2 separate regions of the Rattus norvegicus genome follow, and region 2 is linked to region 1. Evidence: chromatin contacts called from public Hi-C data. All regions are on one chromosome and are shown on one strand. The core of a region is the stretch at or near the end of the contact, and the rest is flanking DNA. Distances in the headings are between cores, read along the strand shown. Region 1 holds the start of Ccdc9 (coiled-coil domain containing 9). Region 2 has its middle 11 kb from the start of Bbc3.

Region 1 (5,255 bases), core at 768-3,267:
ATATACACACACACACACATATATATATATATACAATACACATGTCAAACACACACACACACACACACACACACACACACACACACACACACACGAGGTTGGGGATTTAGCTCAGCGGTAGAGCGCTTGCCTAGCGAGCGCAAGGCCCTGGGTTCGGTCCCCAGCTCCGGAAAAAAAAAAAGTAAACACACACACACACACACACACACACACACACACAGATATGTATATATATAAAACTTTTAATTTTAATTTTGTGAGATAGGGTCTTACTATGTAGCTCTGGCTGTCCTGAAACTCACTATGTAGACCATGCTGACCTTGAACTCACAGTCAACCTCCCTAGTGCTGGGATTAAAGGTGTTCACCACCACTGCCTAGGACCGGTATATATTTCAATTTAAAAGAAATAACAACAAAATTGGGCTGAGGATGTAGCTAAGTGACAGAACTTGTTCACAAGCTTGCTTCGTCTACACCACACACACACACACAGAGGTAGAACTATCCCTGTTGAATTTCAGTGAGATGGGTTGGACAAATTGTGGCCATTTGTCAGATGGGCTATCTCACAGCAGCTTAAGGTGGTCAATTTTTGTGGGAAGAAATGCTCAGACCTATAATCCTACCTTCATACTGAAGAGGCTGAAGCAGGAGGATCAGGAGTTTGGGGACAACTGAGATATTGTCTTAGTCAACATTTTAGTGCTGAGATGAAACATCATGACCAAAAAGCAAGTTGGGAGGAAAGGGTTTATTTGATTTCTGTTTTCATATCACAATCTATCATTGGAGGAAGTCAGGATAGGAACTCAATCAGGGCAGGAACCTGGAGGCAGGAGCTGACGCAGAGGCCATGAAAGGGTGGTGCTTACTGATTTCTTCCCCACAGCCATCTCTGCCTGCTTTCTTATAGAACCCAGGACTATCAGTCCGGAGATGGCACCACCCACAATGGGCTAGGTCCTCCCCCATCAATCAGTAATTGAGAAAATGCTACAGCTGGATCTCGTGGAGGCATTTTCTTAACAGATGCTTTGTCTTCTCTGATGACTCTAACTTGTGTTAGGTTGACAACAAACTGAGCCAGTACAGATATTTAAAAAAAAGAATAATTCAAGTGCCAGTACGTTGCTCAACAGGTAAAAGAGGGTGTGCATCTCAAAGTCCAGGGTTCAAACAGAGGTCATCATAATTGGCCAAGTGCCTTTACTTTCTCAGCCACGTCACCCTGCTTTTATTTCTCCTTTGAGAGAGGATCTATGTAGCCCTGGTTGTCTGTCTGTCTGTCTATCTATCTATCTATCTATCTATCTATCTATCTATCTATCTATCTATCATCTATCCTGCTGTTTTTGACCCCGAGGTAATCTTTCTGTCTCAGTCTCCCAAGTGCTGAAATTAGAGGCATCTACCAGGACTTTATATAGTTGATATAAAGCTGGGACTGCCCAGCTTTATATAGTTGATTTTAAAAAATTATATATATGTATATATATAAGATTTATTTATCTATTATATATAAGTACACTGTAATTGTCTTCAGACACACCAGAAGAAGGCATCAGATCTTATTACAGATGATTGTGAGCCACTATGTGGTTGCTGGAATTTGAACTCAGGACCTCTGGAAGAGCAGTGCTCTTAACCACTGAGCCATCTCTCCAGCCCCAAAACTTTATATTTTTATGAATTGGTTAGTTTCTATAACTAAGGTTTCATTAGCAAGAAGAGGTAATGAAACCAATTTAGGTTTTCAGGGGTCCCTGTATAATGTCTAATTTTTACCTAGTAAAATCGGGAACCAGTGGCTCCGGGTGATAAAAGTCTAAACCAAAAAAGGAACCCAGAGATTTAGTGCTACATGTCCATCCCCTGAGACCAGACAGAACAAACACGCTTCTGCCACCTTCTGCAGAGCCTGAGGGGGTGCGGACCCTTTAAGGCACCCGGAAATGGGATGTCAAGACCGGAAGTGCCCCACTTATTTCCTCTCTTCACGTGGTGTGGCCCGGAAGTGACGCGTGAGGCCCGGGAGCTGCGGACGCGAAGGCGGACGGAGCCGGAGTCGCAGACACCGCGGGGTCTCCGGGACAGGTGACCGGGGGAGGGGGCCGGGTGCGCGCCCGGAGAGGGCGGGGCCTGTTCGCCCACGTGAGGGAGCGTGAACGCGCGCGGATAGAGACGAGCTGCCGGCGGGGGCGGGGTCAGGGTACTCTGCGGGGGGCGGGGACGCGACGCCCACATGGGTCGCTTGAGGGGTGCTGAGGTTGGGCCGTGAACGTGTGGGCAGGGCCAGACGAGCGGGTGCGGGCGGGCCCCAAGCCTGGGTGGTTGACTTAGCGGGGCGGGCCTTGCAAAGCTGTGTCTGGGCTGGGGGTGGGGCCAGAGTTTTGCCTAGAGGATTAGGGGGCAGGCTCGGGACGTTGGGCGGAGACGCTGGGGGCGGGACCAAATAGTGTAGGGTGGGGGTAAGAGGCGGAGTCTGGGCGTTGGCACGATAAAAACTTGGGGCGGGGCTAAAGTGTTGGGCGTGTAAGGGGTGGGGTTTGGGCGGTAGGCGGGCGAATTGGGGGAGTGGTCAAAACGGCGCGGGGCGGGGTAAAGGTCGGTGGGCGGAGTGAACTGAGGGCGGGGCTAGAGTATTGCTTGGGGCCTTACAAGTTCGTCTTGGCGGTAGGGGGTGCTACGGGGGCGTGGTTATGAGGGCCAGGGGCGGAGCTAAGAGATTGGCCTGCTCGGGGCGGGGCCAAAGCTTCGAGGGGAGTGGGGAAAGAGGCAGGGCTTTAAGTGAAGAGGTGAGGATTGAACTGAGGCGTTAGGCTAGTTTGGCCAAGATGCTGGGGGTGTAGCCAGAATATTGTTCTCAGTGTTTTGGGCAATGATTATTTCACTATGACGTGGTTTTAGTGTTTAATGGGGCTAGAGTTTGGGGCAGAGATCCCTTGGGCGAGGCAGGAAAGTTTCTTGGTTCTGGTGGTGGGTCCTGATGATTGCCCAGAAGCTAGTGGAGGGTCCAGGGGCTGGCTGAGACTGGATGGAAGTGGAGCTAAGATTTCAGGGATTTCGCGAGTGGGGCTAGGGTGCTGGTGGAGAATGGCAAATGGCGGGAATGGAGCTAGAAAGTTTTTACTGACCTGGGAGTGCAGCAGAACACAGGCAAGGAAGTAGGGAACTCAGAGGCAGGGGCGGGGCCAGAATCTGGCCGGAAAGGAGGGGCCTGAAGTTTCACCCTAGTTAGGGGTGGGACCACGGAGGTTTTTGGAGGTCGGGTGTGGTTGCAGCTGGCAGTTTTCTCTTGTAAGCCTCTGTAGAAGTTCTGTCTTCTGCCTTGAGTATCACTATGAAGGTCAAGTCCGTTCCAGGAAGGCCCCTGCAGTGGATCCTGGGCCTGCTTGCTGAATCTTTTCCGCCTTGGTAGGATGAGTGCCTTTTCAGCTGGTGGGGCTGGGCTTAGGGGAGCTACAGACTAAAGTTGTCTCAGAGTTAGAACTGTTTTTCATTCTGCTTTATTTATTTTGTGCATGGATGTGTAATCACACGGAGGTCAGAGGACAACTGGTGGAAGTCAGTTCTCTTCTACTTCGTGGGTTCTGGGGAATGAACTCAGGTTTTTAGGGTTGGCACCAAGCCCCTTTACTCCAGGAGCTATTCCTCTGGCCCTCTAGACATTACTTGTGCGGGTTGGAAGGAAAGGTTGTAGCTGACCTGAGATCCAGATCCTGGCTAAAATTATTATAGGAAATGAGTCTGGACTGACATCTTGGGAGGAATGAGTATTAGTTACAGGGGTGGGGTCAGAATTTTCCCAAGGTGGGTCTGACTAATTGCATGGGTGGATCTAAAATTGAAGGGCAGGGTTTGTATTTCTTTAGGAGAGAGGCGAGGCCAGTACTTGAGAATTCCCTTGCTGAAGTGCAAGTGCATTTTTCTGTAAGTCTGTGTTTTTGGAACCCTCAAAAAGGAGAGGAGATACCTTTTCAGAATACTGTTGATCTTAACAAACTGTTCTCTCTGCCTTCAGGAGCTCCCAGTGCTACATGTGTTTTCTGTGAGGAAGATCACAGCCAAAGATGGTGAGCTGGGGTGGGGCAGGGAGGGGAGGGGAGGTAGGCTACAGAGACCAGAGCCTCAAATACTGGGTAAAATGCCTGTGTGGTAGGAAGATTTTTCTTTCCGCCTTTTAACTGCATCCTCACCACAGGCTACTACACTAGATTTGAAATCAAAGGAGGAAAAGGACGCGGAGTTGGACAAGAGGATTGAGGCTCTTCGCCGGAAGAATGAGGCCCTCATCCGGCGCTACCAGGTGCCCTAGCCCTGCCCTGGAGACCCCATCCCCTCTCCTCCCCGCAGTGAGTCTTCCCCACCTCTCCCTTCAAGCTTTTTCATGTTTCCCCTTCACTCACAGGTTGCAAGCCAAAGGCCGTAGTCTGGCCTCCCTTCTTCCATCCTATCATTCATTCATTCATTCATTCATTCGTGAATTCATACGCTGCTCACTGACGTCTTCAGAGTCCTTGTTCCATGCTGAATGGTCCTGGGGACATAGTTACCCTCTGTGATGACCCAGAGTAGACAAGGCTGGGATTGGGGAGTTAACAGGTCTGTGGGAGTCCAGACCTCTCCCTCTAGCCTGAAGACATTAGGGTTTCCTGATAGAGGGGATTCTGAGAACTGAGGGAGGCTTGATATTAGAAAGGAATTGGAAAGGAAATGGATTACGTTTCACATGGGGACCAGTTTGGGCAAATGTCTGGATGCAAGAGAAGGCTTAGAAAATCAGCTGGTGGGGGCTGGAGAGATGGCTCAGTGGTTAAGAGCACTGACTGCTCTTCCTGAGGTCCTGAGTTCAAATCCCAGCAACCACATGGTGGCTCACAACCATCTGTAATAAGATCTGATGCCCTCTTCTGGTGTGTCTGAAGACAGCTACAGTGTACTCATATACAATAAAATAAAATCTTTAAAAAAAAAAAAAAAAAAAAAAGAAAATCAGCTGGTGGAGAATTGATCTAGGGAGGTCATCAGGGGACAGCCATGTAGGTTGGAGAATTCCTAAGGGCACTAGGGAGCCACGGAGGCTTTGCATGGGAGTGAGACCTGGTGAGAATAGCTCTGTATAGGGAATCTCAATTTTTCTGTGTAGTGGTGGATGGTAGGGTGTCATTCGGGAGTCCAGATAGAAAGCTGGGGCAGGGGCCCTAGTGGGAAAGGATAGGCATGGCTCAGTGACCAAGGGCAGTTGGGGCTAG
Region 2 (5,100 bases), core at 1,083-3,582, 35 kb before region 1:
GAGCCATCTCACTGGTCCCACTTAAGTGAATTTACTTTTTAATTTTATGTGTATAGTTGTTAACACCTGCATGTATGTGTTTATATGCACCACATTCTTGCCTGGTGCCCCAGAAGCCAGGACGGGGCATTGGTTCCTCTGGACCTTGGAGTTATATATCTTTGTGAGCCACCGTGTGAGTGCTGGAATCCAAACCAGAGCATCAAGTACTCTTAACTGCCATCACTCCAGCTACAGTGATATTTTGTCTGTTTTGTTTTATGTTTTTTGAGACAGCGTTTCTCTGTGTAGCCCTGACTTTCCCGAGATTCAATCTGTAGGCCAGGCTAGTCTTGAATTCAAGAGATCTGCCTTCCCCTCTGTCTCCTGAGTGCTGGAATTAAAGGCATGCACCACCACCACCTGACACCACCCCCTACCCCCTACACACTGTGATAGGTTTTAAGAAGGAAATAAACTTGTAGACAAAAGTCCTTCTTTCTCCAAAGCAGCCATGGTGGATTGGAGACATGTGCAGAGCAGAGGTGCTGAACCTCTTCCTGGGAAGGTGTAGGGCCACGTAGTTCCTGCATTCCTTGGACAGTGGCCACAGTGGCTGCAGCTGCTTCCTTTTCTCCTGGGTTTATTTTTCTAGGAGCCTCTTGGGTTTGCACAGCATAGCTCCTGGCTGTAAGTACCCCTGCGTCTTTGATGCAAGGGGGAAATGTTCTACTCCCAGTGTTTGGGTCTGTGAAAAGAAGGAAATGTGGAGGCGGGAGAGTCAGCTTGGTGGTTCTGAGTACCACCTCACTGAGGACTTGGTTCAGGTCCCCCAGTACCCACGCAGTGGCTCACAACCAGTCGTAACTCAAAGGGATCTTTCCGATACCCTCCTCTATCCTCTACAGAGCCCACGCATACATATGGTATACACACATATGTGGGCAATCACATACATACAGAATAAAAACAAATCCTTAACCAAGGAAAAGTAGACCAGGCAGGGGCAGAGACAGGCAGATCTCCACTAAATAGCAAGTTGAATGTAAGCCCAGGGTACACAAACTTAAAAACTATAGTCACACGAACAGGTTCCTGGCATACCTGGAATCAGCAACACATGGTATAAAAAAACCAAATGAATATTCTAGGGCTGGAAAATCTCGATAGACCTAAAATAATAGAGGTGAGAGTCATCGAGTTGAAAACACAGAATACAGCCCCCAGAAGGTATGAAAAGGTTGAGCAGGATGATTCCACTGGTACAGGAGCGTACAGCCAAGCTTGATGACTAGAGTTTGCTCCCTAGGACCCACGTGATAGAATACAAAACCTGAATCCCACAAGTTGTTCTCTGGCACACACACACACACACACACACAAAGACATACATATACACACATACAAGCACAAAGACATACATACACATACATATATACACACATAAACATGTGCAGACACACATGAACATACAGATAGACACATGCATACATGCACACAGACATGCACATATACACACAAATTATATACATGAATCATGCATACACACTAACAGTATGCACAAGACTTCATAACATCTTGTGAGCAACTGTCTAGAGGTCTGAACTATGTTACACAAGGCCTCATGCTATATAGCCAGGACTTTACTGCCTGAGCCATCTTTCCTACCCACAAAATATTCAAATTGTAGAACCAACCAAGAGGTAAATGTGTTGGCTCAAACCTGTGAACCTAGTACTCAGACTGAGGCAGAAAATGGAGGACTGAGGGTGATGGAGCACACTTAATTCCAGCACTCAGAAGGCAGAGGCAGGTGAATCTCTAAATCCATGGCCAGCCTGGTCTACAGAATGAGTTCAGGGCTGTATCAAGAAAGCTTGTCTCTGGGGCTGGAGAGATGGCTCAGTGGTTAAGAGCACTGACTGCTCTTCCAGAGGTCCTGAGTTCAAATCCCAGCAACCACATGGTGGCTCACAACCATCTGTAATGGGATCTGAAGCTATGTTCTGGTGTGTCTGAAGACAGCTACAGTGTACTCACATGCATAAAGTAAACCTTTTTTTAAAAAAAAAGGAAGAAAGGAAGGGAAAGGAAAGAAGAGAAAATGAATGTGGAAGACTGGAGGTTAGTGTGGACATAATGAGTCAGAGGCCGGTCTAGGCTCCAGAGGGAAATCCTGTCCCAAATTGGTGTGTGTGTGCATGAGTGTACAGGTGTGTGTGCACACATGCTCCTATGTGTGTAGTGTGCACGTGCATGTGCTGCTAGAGGTGTGAGCGAGCCTGTGAGCAAGCCAGACACCCAATCAAACGTCCAGGGCTGCCCCAGCCACTGGGATGGACTTTACCCTCCAAAGGCGAGCTGAGAGGCTGGCATGAGGCGGGCGTGCTTGACGCCCTGGATCAGTTGCCAATACTAGGAGGTGAAGCAGGAAGCTGGGAGTTCAACGACAAGAGAAACTTGTCTCGAAAGAAAAGGAGGGCACGAGTCTGCAGAACTACTTAAGATGCTGAAGGGAGAGTTGGGGTGGAGCTTAGTGACTTAGCACTTGCCTCGGGTTCTAGCCCCAGCCCCATAAAACATAAATAGGACAATAGGACGGGGAGTTGGCCCCATGGGGAAAACTCAAGCCTGAGTTTGAATCCTTGGATCCCACGTGAAAGGCTGGGTGTGGCTGCTTGTGCCTGTAACCCTAGCATTGAGGGTTGAAGCCAAGGGCAGATCCCCAGAGCTCCATGGTGGGGGTGGGGAGGGGTAGCCTGGTGGAAATCCGGTCTCAAAGCAGGAAGGTAGTCCTCAAGAGAGCCTGCATACCTGCACAGTCACCCATGCACGAAGCAAAACGTAAATGAGCAGTGGAAGACAGAAAAAAAAAAAAGATTTTGCCATCGATCACACCAGCTCTAGCTAAAACTACTTATATTTTCTATTTAAAAAAAAATTAGGAATAAGCTATAAGCCAGGCTGCAGTGGTTCACATCTTTAACCCCAGCACTCGGGAGGCAGAGGCAGGTGAACCTTTGTGAGTTCAAGGCCAGCCTGGTCTACGGAGTGCTGCAAGACAGCCAGGGCTACACAGAGAAACCCTGTCTTAACAAAACAAAACAAAACAAAACAAAAAAGGAAAAAAAGAAAAAGAAAATATCCTTTGAGACAGTGCAGTAGGCCATGTGAGACAAAGGGATTTGATGCCAGTAGAAGATACAGTGAGGCTGAGGAGAGAGGGAATGGGATGAAGGCGGACTGTGAAGTTATGGTGGCCATTGTTTGGAAACAGCATCTCACTGTGTATAGCCCAGCCTGGCCTCAGCTTTTCTGGTGGTCTCCTGGCTGAGAAATGATTCTCTCTGAGACACTGTGTGATAATTAGCAGTGAGTCTCATCTTGACAGGAGGGTCCTCACAGTCTCTCGGAGACAAACTTCTGAGTCTCTAGATCGAGTTCATTGAGGGAGAAGACTAACCTGTTGTAAGTTTGGGCAGCACCATTCCATGGGCCAGGATTCCAGACAAAAAAGGGAGAAAGAGCATGAACAAGAGTGATCCCCTGTCTCTGCTTCCCGAGTGTGGGTATAATGTGACCAACTGCTTCAGGTTCCTGCCGCCAGGTTTTACTGCCCTGGTGGACGGTCCCCTCCAACCATGAGCCAGAATATGCCTTCCACCTTCAAATTGCTTCTCCTTTTATCTTTCTTTCTTTCTTTTCCTTTCTTTAAAAAAAAAGTTGTATTTATTTATTCTATATAAGTACACTGTAGCTGTCTTCAGACACACCAGAAGAGGGGAAGAGGGCATCAGATCCCATTACAGATGGTTGTGAGCCACCATGTGGTTGCTGGGAATTGAACTCAGGACCTCTGGAAGAGCAGTCAGTGCTCTTAACCGCTGAGCCATCTCTCCAGCCCACAAAAATGAATCTTAAAAAAAAAAAAGGAGGAGAGGGGGGCTGGGGATTTAGCTCAGTGGTAGAGCGCTTACCTAGGAAGCGCAAGGCCCTGGGTTCGGTACCCAGCTCCGAAAAAAAGAACCAAAAAAAAAAAAAAAGGAGGAGAGGGCTGAAGAGGTAGCTCAGTGATTAAGAGCACTGACTGCTCTTCCAGAGGCCCATACAATACTTATGAAAAATTAATCAGTTAAATCGTATTAAAGATATTAAAAATATTTAAAAGAAAATGAAAACAATAGTTTTAAAGTCACAGTATTTCTGTGGAGGTCCGAGGACAATTCATGGAGAATAGTTCTCTCCTCCTATAATACGGGTCTGGACGCTGGACTCAGGTTCTCCTGTCTGACGGCAATCTGTTCATCCATCTCACCAGCCCTCAACTTAGGACATTTTCAGACTGGCTGTACCATCCAGAAACAAGGAAGCCAACTGTATTGTCCCCTTATATGACTAGATCAGACTCGGCACTCCCCCTTCCCAAAGTTTCTCTATGTAGCCAAGGCTGCCCTGGAACTTGCTCTGTAGACCAGGCTGGCCTCCAACTCACAGAGATCCTCCTGCCTCTGCCTTCCAAGTGCTGGGATTAAAGGTGTGTGCCACCACATCACGCCCCAGACGTGGCACTTTTGTGAGCCACTGTGTGCACAGTGCCCTTGGACTCTTGAAACACATACACTTCCTTCTAGTGGAGATGCTCAGGAAGGCAGAAGATGTGGCTCCCTCAGATTCCCCTCCCATAAGCCCACAGCCCTCTGTTTCCCCTGAATTGCCTTTACTGTCATCGGCCACCAGGAAGGGATACATCACATAGAAGAGGGTTCATTTGGCCAATTCTCAGTAAGTTTATTAGGGAAAAGTCTCTCAAAAATAATGCCAGGTGGGCTGTGCTCGGCATTGAGAGCTGGTAGTGTGCTTTGCCTTAGGACAGACAATGCTTCAAGGGACGCCTCGTTTTGACCTTAGCTCAAGGTGCTCTTCCAGCCACAGAGGCAACCTGAGGCTGATCATAGGGCCAAGCTAGTTCCCAAGTCATCCAGGACAGAGCTCACGGTCTGTAACTCAAGCTCTTGAATTATAAGCTATTCATTCATTCATACAGTAAATCTCGGGCTACATTACACTGTTCATACCTGATGGACTAAATACACATGAAGGATTAGATCCTCTGCTTGCTCT

The links. Hi-C and Micro-C count contacts between places; a contact is called where the count stands out from the background.
Region 2: a contact with region 1 is called in a Hi-C map of liver, with 3 times the contacts expected there. The contact joins the enhancer-like site here to the promoter of Ccdc9 in region 1. A contact is called at or near these places in 12 of 12 Hi-C or Micro-C datasets (the A7r5 cell line, the Rat2 cell line, Schwann cells and 7 more) and 1 of 1 datasets of contacts at active chromatin or transcription factors (oligodendrocytes).

What each region holds. Positions count from the first base shown.
Region 1 is chr1:86,116,548-86,121,802 of GRCr8, reverse strand. Ccdc9 (coiled-coil domain containing 9) reads left to right here and starts at 2,017. Exons shown (of 14, transcript NM_001401581.1): 1 at 2,017-2,097; 2 at 4,025-4,076; 3 at 4,205-4,309. The coding sequence starts at 4,074.
Region 2 is chr1:86,151,588-86,156,687 of GRCr8, reverse strand. No RefSeq gene overlaps it. Among named protein-coding and RNA genes, the nearest start is that of Bbc3, 11 kb to the right of the region's middle. Within about 2 kb of position 2,332, at least 6 of the 93 cell types and tissues checked have an H3K27ac peak or open chromatin away from gene starts, as enhancers often do. A contact at or near this core is called in hepatocytes, kidney and liver, where this site is marked.